Regions from separate parts of the Mus musculus genome. Here region 1 is linked to region 2. The links are chromatin contacts, called in public Hi-C maps. All regions are on one chromosome and are shown on one strand. Each heading gives the region's core, a stretch centred on a gene start, on an enhancer-like site or on the middle of the called end of the contact. The rest is flanking DNA. Distances are from core to core; before and after follow the strand shown. Region 1 holds the start of Dusp16 (dual specificity phosphatase 16). Region 2 overlaps Dusp16 (dual specificity phosphatase 16).

What was found. A called contact is a pair of places that touch in the nucleus more often than the background predicts.
Region 1: a Hi-C map of liver shows a contact between it and region 2, with 3 times the contacts expected there. The contact joins the promoter of Dusp16 here to the enhancer-like site in region 2. A contact is called at or near these places in 3 of 39 promoter capture datasets (liver and macrophages), 18 of 484 Hi-C or Micro-C datasets (CD4 T cells, bone marrow-derived dendritic cells, centroblasts and 8 more), 7 of 115 datasets of contacts at active chromatin or transcription factors (the HPC-7 cell line, embryonic stem cells, epiblast stem cells and 3 more) and 3 of 9 other capture datasets (adipose tissue, liver and pancreatic islet).

What each region holds. Positions count from the first base shown.
Region 1 is chr6:134,790,369-134,795,805 of GRCm38.p6, forward strand. It overlaps Dusp16 (dual specificity phosphatase 16), which reads right to left and starts at 2,260. Exons shown (of 7, transcript NM_130447.3): 1 at 1,909-2,260. It overlaps 1700055D16Rik (RIKEN cDNA 1700055D16 gene), which reads left to right and starts at 1,992. Exons shown (of 2, transcript NR_151454.1): 1 at 1,992-2,128.
Region 2 is chr6:134,748,339-134,753,579 of GRCm38.p6, forward strand. All of the region lies in intron 3 of Dusp16 (dual specificity phosphatase 16), which reads right to left. Among named protein-coding and RNA genes, the nearest start is that of Gm36328, 2.9 kb to the right of the region's middle. Within about 2 kb of position 2,628, at least 5 of the 459 cell types and tissues checked have an H3K27ac peak or open chromatin away from gene starts, as enhancers often do. A contact at or near this core is called in liver, where this site is marked.

The sequences.
Region 1 (5,437 bases), core at 1,010-3,509, 42 kb after region 2:
TTCGTATTAACATTTTAAATTTATAGGTACTCAACTACATTCACCAAGCTGAACTATGAGACAAGAACTTCCAAACTGAACAGAGTGAGGGGTGGGGAGGGAGTGGTAACTGTGTACTTCTGTTCCTGGCCCTGTCTACTGAAACTCACCATCTGAAACACTGAAGGAAAATCAGCACAATTCTAGGATAAGTATTTCACTTGAGTTGCTAAGATACCAGAGAGTAAAATAAAACAAAAAATTGTAACTATCATTATCAACAGTTTATACTTTCTAAACATCAGCTTATTCACCACTTACTAAAATGCAAAATAAACTTACTTCGAATTTTCTCCCCATTTGGAACTCTGATAAACACAAAATCTTACACCTTAAAACTAATAATTCAAGCTGAAGTTCTGAATTTGTCCATAAGATGGTAAATGTTATGAAAATATCAACATTCCACAATGTCTTTAAACACAATAAGTTCCACAGTTTTATTTTTTACATAAAGACAAAACCCTTTTGCAGTGCCTGGTCACATTTTGACTAGAATACACAAAGCCACAGACACTTCAGTTTTCAATTTACTTCTCCAAGCGACTGGTCTTCACCCAATAGAGAATTCTATAAATCTGAATTACAGCCTCCCACAGTGTGCTCGCTAATATTTGAATTGTCTCAATTGTTAAGCTTTTTTCCCCTTCTTCTGAAATTTACCTTTAAAGGTCTTTTCTTTAAGGGAGATGAAAAAGTGTAGGCTTTTTGAGGAAGTAGTTGTTAACTGTATGTACTATCAAGCTCCACAGAGTGGCCAAAGAGGCTTATTCCCCCTGAGAATCTATTTCAGAGAGAGAGAGATAACGTGAGCAGGAGAGAACACATACCTGGTCATTTTCCCAGCAGGTTCGATAGGTTTGATTCGCTTGTAAGAGCAGAGTATTTACTTACAATCTTTAAAAGCAAAGTGGCACCCAGCGCACTGTGTAAATAAAAACCTCAGAGGTTTAAAAACCCTCATCCTAACTCACTTCCCCTTGGTTCAGGGGACGGCACAGCCAACCCCACAGCAAATGAGATTATGCAACAGGTTTTTCCTCTCTAATCATGGGCTGATTAGAGGTGTGCGTTCTCCAAACAATCTGAGACACACAGGACTTCAAAACACCAAGGATCTTTGCAACAGGCGTTTAAGAAAAGTTCTTTCCAATTTTGCACAAGCCATTCATTTTAAGATCTCCTTGTACTTTCCCCAAGTGTATTATCAGCTTTCTGTAGGAAACAACCCGTCGCTCTTAAAGAGTTTGCATGTATGTCCTCCTTAGGGTTTTTTTTTTTCCACGTGAAACTACACCGTACACACACACACACACACACACACACCGTCCGTTGTTTCCCCGTTTTCATGTCTCACATTTTACAGCTACTGTAAATAAAGGAGTCACCGGCGGACCGTTTTCCTCCAACACCGTGACGGGAGCCCCGGAATGAAAGTTGAGTTTTGGGGGTGGGTTTTTTTTTTTTTTTCCTTGTTTAAGGAAGCGACACGGTCGCTCCCCAGGTGGCCTCGCTGGCTGCCTGCACACACACAAGGTGAATTTGGGATTATGGAAACAGTCAGGGCCCCACTTGGCAGGCGTGTTGTGTAACAGTCTGGAAGTGAGCAGCTTCGCCCGCCCAGGTGCCGGCGACCCGCGGCCCGGGGCTCGTTCGCCCGCTCGCCCGCTCGCCCGCTCGGCGCGGCGAGGCCGGGGCGCCCCCGCGGCTCGGGCCGACCCCCAGCGCGGCCTACACACCCCCCGCCGCCGCCGTCGCCGCTCCGGGCCGCCGTGGCCCGCCGGCCCCCGGCCGGGGAGAGCGCGCGGCGGCCGGCACGAGGAGCGGACGCGCCTCCCAGCCGGCCCGCGGCCCGCCGCGAACACTTACTTGAGGGGCCGCCGGCTCCAGGCTCGCGGAGGGGAGCGAGCGTTGTCACCGCGTCGCCCAGCCGTCGCTCGCGCGTCCTCCTCGCCGCCGGGGCTTCTCCTCTGAAGGGTGGGCGGAGAGCTTAGCGAGAGCCCGGGCGTTTGCAACTTTTCTTCACTTTCTCTTCCACCGCCCCCCGAAAGAGGGAAAAAAAAATGTCGACAGGGATGAAGAAGTTGAGGTAAAGTTGGGGGTCCGCGCGGGAAAAGCGAGAGGGGGAGGGTAAATGGTTGGAAACGGGATGAGAGCCCCCCCAAACGGTGATGCCCGCAGGAGGGGACCAGGGGGGGTAGTGTGGGGGTTGGGGAGAGAGAAAGAGTCGCTGGTCAGGAAACTTCAAGCGCGGATGAGGTCATCGGTTTAAAAATAAAGAGATGGCGTCACTTGAAACCAATCCCAGTGAATGAACTCAGCGGAGCCCGGGGGGGAAAGGAGGAGACGGGCGAGGGCGGGGCGGGGGGCGGGGTGGGGGGGCGGGGTCTCCGGCCCAGGCCGCGCATCGCCCGCCCCTCGGCGCTCGTCCCCGCGAGCCGGAGCCTCCGGAGCCTCCGGGAGGCGGGCTCGGGTCGCGTACCGGGCCGACCGAGCGGCGCCTCGGCGCTCCGGGTTCGCGGCCCGGGAGCCTGGGTCTGTGGCCCGCCCGCCTCCTGCCCGCGCTGGGGTCTCTCCTCCGACGGAGGCGGCTGCTCCAATGCCCCCACTCTAGGGGAAGGAAAGCAAGGCGATCTGAGAGTGCTGCAGTCAATCATTTTGTAAGAAGGTCCCGGAATCCCAAATCCGGGGCTTTTCTCTTGAGAGGGAAGTTACAGGTACTTGAAGGAAAACTGCACCGGTGATATCAAACATATCTTCACCTATGTCTTCGTCCTTGAAAGACCCTACTACACGAGTGCGGGCAAACGCAGCCAAGAATTATTTTTTCTAAAAGAATCTTTTCTGCGTGCCCTCGAGATGGCTCAACAAGTAAAGGGTCCATGCGGTGGAGAGAACCGCCTTTGAAAGTTGTCCTCAGTCCACATGCTGTTCCCCACCCCGCTACACACACACACACACACAAATAAATAAATAAAATGTAATACACACACACAAATAAAATGTAATAAGACGTTAAAGGTATTTTAGGGTTGTTAGGAGCACTGACGGCTCGATTCCCAGCACCCACATGGCAGCCCAGAACCATCTGTAACTCCAGTTCCAGGGGATCTGATGCCCTCCGCTGACCTCCATGGGCACCGAGCACACATGGGGCGCACACACAAACATGAAATCAAAACGCCCTTACACATTAAGTAAGTATTCTCGACATCGGTAGTACAGCATCATCTTTAAGTCAAACCAGAGTTCACTTGCTTTCAAGAGATGCAAGACCTACTTGAGCCTACTTTAACTCCAAGTCTTTCATGGGTTTGGGTTTTTTGTTTGTTTTGGTTTGCTTTTGCTTTTGCTTTTTTCTCCCTTCTTTTCAAAGTAGCTTTGTTTTGAGACACTACCTACTTAGGAAAATGAGAGACCTGAGGTGGCGACAACCACTCTCAGCAACTGAATAGGACAATCGAAGCTTTATTCCAGTGTTCTTTGAGCATCTGAGCTTGAAGCTTCTACTAAAAAGGACTCACGTGGATATCACATAACAAAGATGAGATCAATGACAGAAAAGCACACTTCGAGTGGACTGGCCCAAGAACCAGATTCCTGTACCCCTCAACACACGCCATCTGCAGGGTACTGAAGTAAGGATTCCGGCCTTCAAGCAGTATGTTGAGGTGAATCGATGTGGGCACCGCCTAGGTGGCTTGGCGTGCTTTCCGAGTGGGTTAGAAAGGTAACGTTTCTGTTAGTCCTCTCCCACCTTTAAACCCTGCAACAAAGGTGCACCCGTTAAGGCTGGCAATCATTAATCATTTAAGGTAACCATTATGGAATATGCCTCCGGGGACTTGCAGGTCATCTTTCAGAGTGAAAAAGGGAGCCCTTTTGGAGGTGAGAACCGCAGAAGCTGCAAGCTGAGCTTGCCGATGCCGACCCAGCTTAGAGGAGAGGTGCCTTTGACCTTCTGCGGATTTGAGTGGAGGCGGCTCCCTGTCCTCTCGTGGCAGGACGCGGTACTGCAGCGTCACCAGCTGACAACCACCAAGACGCCTGCTTTTGGAAGTTGGGAGAGGAGTAGGTGAAAAAGAGCTATATAAGGAGTCCCCTAGCTCAGGAAAAAAAAAAAAAGTTTGTTTGTTTGTTTGTTTTTTTAAATGTTCTGGTCTAGCCAGGTGTGATGGTACACAGGTAGCAAGACAATTCTGGCACTCGGGACACTGGCTGGACCAGCGTGGTGGCTCTCTGGGTAAAAGGCCTGAGGACCTAAGTTCCATCCTGGGATACACAAGGAAAGGAAGTACTCCTGGTCTCCACAGCCAACACGAGGCATGTCTGTGCATACACTCATCGCATACACATATACACTTTAAAAGAGACTGTGGCAAGAGGATTGAAAGCTAGAGGCTAACTTATGCTACAGAGGTTGACTGTCACAAGCAACAAAGCCAAGTGCAACTGTCCCCTTCATGAAGATGGCTGTCTTTGGTTTATCAAGGAACCGGCAGCCGGTGTTTCACAGAAAACGGTCTTACTGGGTCAGGATTTCAATGCGCTAGAAACAGAAAGAGTGGAAAGGATGAGATGCCGTCCTTTCAAAAGGCTTGAGAAAAAGAGGATAAATTCCAGTAAAGCATAAGTGTAGAACATTTAAACCCTCCAAGGTCATAGTGGTCTGGCAGCCTATCTCAGGTTCAGCTTGCTCCTGATAGTATCCTGTGGGTGTTTTGTGTGCTTGTTTGTTTTCACATTTGTTTATTTATTTATTTATTTATTCATTTATTTATTTACATACTAGGGGTGGACCATGGTACACTTGTAAAGGTCAGAGAACAACTTGCCAAACAACTTAGTGTCCACATGTGGGGCCTATTGGTCAAACTCAGGTCGTCACACTTAGCAGCTCACACCTTTACCTGCCTCAAACCTAACCAGACATGCTCCGTGTTTGTTTGTTTCGTGTTTCGTGTTTTGTGCAGAATCCTACTCTGTAGCCCAGGCTGGCCTGGAATTTCATTAATTCTGCTATCTTAGTTTCATTAATTCTGCTATCTTAGTCTCCAGATTGCTGGAATTATAGGCATGACAACCATGACTGGCCTCTAAAGCTCTTTTTTTTTTTTTTTTTTTTTTTTTTTTTTTTTTTTGGTTTTTCGAGACAGGGTTTCTCTGTATAGCCCTGGCTGTCCTGGAACTCACTTTGTAGACCAGGCTGGCCTCAAACTCAGAAATCCGCCTGCCTCTGCCTCCCGAGTGCTGGGATTAAAGGCGTGCACCACCACGCCCGGCTTAGCATATTTTTAATATTATGTAGAATCCAAGTTTGAAGTTCTGGCCAAGGGCATTTCTGGCAAGTAAAATAATATATGTACATATATATAAATTACATATGTATATGCATATA
Region 2 (5,241 bases), core at 1,378-3,877:
TGGCATGGGTGGGGGCACAAAACCTGTTTCCTATTTGTAGACTACAATGTCCCAGAGACTCAGCATGGGAGAGAAGGCACAGGGCAAGAAAATAATCTTCCGCTGCCAAAGGAGAAAAGAAGGTAGTTCTAGTGAATGCCACTTGGATCAGCCAAAAGCAACTCTGCTCCTTCAACTTCTCTACCCAGGGAACTTTTACAAACACTTAACACACACATTTTCTCAGACATCCTAAGTGGCCCAGGATTCCTATCTTTGTGGCTCGAGGAATCAAAGACACATCCCTTCACAAACCTCTAGGACAACAGTTACAATAACACCCCAAGGAGAACGAGGTGGCTACTGGAAGCACCTTAAATGATTATCAAAATACAATGGGAATACAATTATAAATCAAGGTAACTCTATGAATAATGAAGAAAGGTAAGCGTAAGTCTTTACTCCAGATAGAGAACGACTCACTCAAATCTACTAACAAGTACACACACACACACAGTCAAGAATCACTCACTATACAAAACATTTCTAGCACCTTTCTTTTTTTTTTAAAGATTTATTTATTTTTTATTATATGTAAGTACACTGTAGCTGTCTTCAGACAAACCAGAAGAGGGAGTCAGATCTCGTTACGGATGGTTGTGAGCCACCATGTGGTTGGCAGGATTTGAACTCAGGACCTTCAGAAGAGCAGTCGGGTGCTCTTACCTGTTGAGCCATCTCACCAGCCCCTCTAGCACCTTTCTATGTGCAGCTCAAAACTTCCTAATCTACTTTAGGCAAGCTCTCTAGACAATCTATGTATTCTACTCATATTAACAGTCTTTAGCTGGGTCTGGTGGAACGGGCCCAGTATCCTAGCTTTTTAGAACCTGGGACTGAATGACTACAGGTTCAAGGCCAGCCTGGTCAATTAAATGAGACCTTGTTTTAAAAAGGTAATAGCTAGGGGTATAGCTCAGGGACAGAGCATTATGCATTAGGCCCTAGGTTTACTCTACAGTTAGTGCAGACAACAATGAAACCCCACCCACCTCTCTGACCGCCTTTACAATTTTATAGAAAACTTCAAAAAGCAAGGGAAGAGAATGATCCCTATTCAATAACCCAAGCAACAATCAAAAACAGCTGGGACACAGTTTTGTTGGAGGATATTGATCACACTGTGAACCCTGACACTGTTATTGACTGAAAAGCCCTGTTTCTAGGTGTGGTGTGGCTCAGTCCTTAGCACTCTCCTTTAATCCCTCTGGCTGGGATACAGACACGGTTTTAGCACACGCCTTTAATCCCAAACAATGATGTCTAATTGAGGGATAGACAAACTGACAAATCAGATAAAGATTTGACAGAATGAGTCAGAGATAGGATACCCCTTCCCCCCACACAAGAAGAGACAGGAAGAAGAGACTACTTAAGAGAACAGGGGCAGAGGAGAGAGGAAGGCATTTTTACCAGGACAATGATAGACAGGTTGCAGAGAGAAAACTGGACACAGGTGAAAACAGAACAAGCCAGAAAATGAGAAGGAGCCAGAAGATTAGAACATATTGCCAAAGATACAAGGTCAAGCAGAGCAATTCAGTCAGAGGCCAAGAGAGAAGCCAGATTGAATCAGTCAGCTTCAAGAGGAGTTTGAGCCAGAACAGCTGAGTTGAATCAGCCAGCCTGAGCTCAGAAAGAACAAGGAAAAAAAGTCACTCAAGAGTAGTGTAGTAAGTAATGTACACCTTTGATCCCATCACTTGGGGGGCTGAGGCAGGCAGATCTCTGTGAGTTTGAGGCCACACTGGTCTACATAGAGTTTCAGGACAGCCAGTGGTACATACAGAGGCTGGTCTCAAAAAACAAAACAAAATAAACAAATCATTCAGTATTCAGTGCACATGTACTGTAATGTGGACACCGTGCTAGGCAAAAGGACCAGTGGACCAAGACAGAGGCCCTCTCTGGAGCTGACAATCTAGTCAGACAGATTTTAGCCAAATAATTATAAGATCAAAACTTAAGTTAATTATGGTTGGTAGCCAAAAACAAAACAAAACACAAAAACAAAAAACAAAAAAACAAAAACCAAAACAAAACCTGTGGTAACCAACAGTACCTTGTAACCAAGAGGTTTAAAATTACATTAAATGTAGGAGACACCAAGACAAGTGGCAGAGAAATAGTTTCAGAGGCAGAGAAGAAAAAAGTTTTCTGTGGAGGTCCAGAGACCATAAGGCTGCAGATTCTAAGCAAATAGGATAAAGACTGATAATCTAAAAAGGGAGGGAGAAGAGAGGGTGAGAGGAAGGAAGGAAGGGATGCTAAAGAAGAGAGCAGAGCACAGAGGAGAGAGGACAGGGAGAAAGGGAGAGGAAAAAGAGAGAAAGTGGCTTAGCTAATGTCAGAGAGACAGACAGAAGTCAGCTACTGTTAGAGTTAGTTAAGGAGTCTATAATTTATCCTAAGATTACAGATACATATTAAACTGAAAAGGAAAACAATCTGAAAATGCTCCAGCTGTGCATTATGGTCTGGAATGTGGCAAGACAGAGAATGCGAGACAATTTAGAGGCTCCTGGAGCATCTGAAAGAGATGGTGTTAGAAAGACTGAGGTAATAGAAGATGAAGACTTCTGACAGACAGGCAAAGGACCTAGTGGTGACTGAGAGGTGACAGATGTTGCAGCCAAATCTCCAACAGCTCACAATGCCCACCACATCTAAAGAAATTCATGTTTAAAGAGCATGTATAATTTACTACCAACTTGTCTAAATTCCCATTTTTCCTTCTTACAGAAAAAAAGTAAAACCCTTTAGTCTCCTTATTAATCCTCTAAATCTATCTCCATTGCTGTGCGTTGTTTTTAATCAAGTTGTGCAACCCAAGCTGACTTTGACCTCACAACCCTTCTGTGTCAGCCTACTGAATGCTGGAATTGCAGGTAGGTGTGTGCCACCACACCCATTTTATGTGCTATTGGGGACTAAATCCAGAGCTTTGTGGACACTAGGCGAGCACTGTGCTCTAGCTCTAGCTCCTGGCTGTATATATTATTTGTAGAAGGGGAGTGTGTCATAGCACATATATGGAGGTGAGCGAATGACTCTGTGAGGTTACTTCTACCTTCATTCGGGTTGTGAAGATTGAGTTCAGGTCACCTTTTTCTTGTGTGTATAGTAGGAGCCTTTCCCCACTGAACTATGATGTTACACTTCGCCCCCACTGAATTCAAAGGAACCTCCATACTCAAAGATTACTGTTTTCAAGGTTCAACTACAATTTCATTGCTGTGACTAAATCTCCCTCTATTTCTACAGACTACACATTGAATCATCTCTTATCACACATCAAAAAGCACATGATCATGTGTTTCCTTTGTTTCATCCTGCTTAGACATGTTTCCCAAATTAACTAGGAGACTCTCAAGGGCAGGGACAAGCCTCTGCTTCCCTAGAGCCCAATCTACAACACAACCACAAATGTGCCCATCAAATTCTGAAGGCCCACAGTGAAAAGGCCAAATACACCTAGGCCTGGCATCTGTGCAGAGCACAAGGACGCAAGTGGGACAAGAGAAGACTGATGTCACTGTTGTCTTCCAGGTAACTGTATTTGTATAACTTGTGAAAATATCAGAATGAGGAAAACAAGTACTTTAGTTGGCTCCAGAGTCCATTTTATCAAAAGACAGTCTCAGGCATGATGCCTTAGTCACTGGTAACAACCGCCTGAAAGACAATATAATTAAACCGTTTCCTGCAAACTAAGACTTAAAGAACACCAGGCAAATACATGGCAGGAAGTACACAAAAGTAATTTCCTTTCTTCTAGTCTTCTTGAAGTATAACTTTCAAGTAAAACTTTTATGTTTATAAGTAACCATCTGATATAAATTTTGAAATGTTACTAAACATATTTTTTGTGAATATAGTAATAACATTATATTCTCTTAGCAGATTTCAAGCATATAATGCATTATTAACTATACTCACCACTTTGTAACCTCTAGAAAAAGGTCTGCCTGTATCCTCCAATCAGCACCAGCCCCATCACTCCCTTCCTGGTTTTATGAAGCAGTCTTATATAGCTCAGGATAGCTCGCCCTAAACTCCAGATGCTTCTGCTTCCACAATTACAAGCATGCACCACATCTGGTTTCAATTCTCTATTTCGGTGACTTTTTAGACTAAATATATAAGTGAATCTGATGTAGCATTTATCCTTCTGTACCTGGCTGATCTCACTCAACATAATGGTTTACTGGTTCAAGTTTAAACAAACAAATAAACATGATTTCTCTTCTTCTTTTTCTTGGATATTTTCTTTATTTACATTTCAAATGTTAGCCCCTTTCCTGGTTCCCACCCCCCCCCAAACCCCATCCCGTCCTAAGATTAACTCCAGAACTTCATCTATGTTAGGCAATGTTCTACAGCTGAGCTGTAACCCTCAGCTCTTTGTTTATTACGGGTAAATAATTCCATTGCATATGTAAATGTAAAGACCTATTTTCAGTGGCTCTGAGTCACTTCCCGTTTGGGGGGTTTTTGTTTTGTTTGAGATTTTGCTGTTGTTGTTCTTTTGTTGGTTTTTGACAAGTAGCAACCAATTCTGAATAACTGGAGTGCTTTTACTGAAATATATTATTTTAATCTCTTACCAGATGCTACATGTTTTGGTATGGAATGACTGAAAATGTTCTTTCATTTTCAAAGGAGAAGCACCAAAAACTATTCAATAGAATTGATAATAACAGCACAGACAGAAAATCTGTAACCAGAAAAATTGCATTATGATTTTCTTGGGAAGCACAGCGTGTTCAGAGACTTAATGTTTATAAAAACTCTTAGCAATGTACTTAAGACTATCTCTCACAAAATACTTAATAATGTTTTCCTTTTATAATTATTCTAACCTACTGTTTCCCATAGGATAAAGTAGTTACACATATATTTGATAAGCTCCTTCTGGCTAAAATAATCTAATGATTTGAATTTTTATGTACAATAATTTTTATACATTATTTCATTCCATAAAGTATGAAGATCATGACTCCAAAATCTTTAAGAGACTGACAAAGAGTTACTAGAAAAGGTCTTTAAGAATAAGCATCCTGGGAGAGATAATCGCTCAATGGTTAAAAGCATTGGCTGCTCTTTCAGAGGACTCTGGTTCAACTGAATTTAAAAAAAAAAAGGCTCCCATAGGCCCATAGGGAGTGGCACTAATAGGAGGTGAAGCCTTGTTGGAGTAGG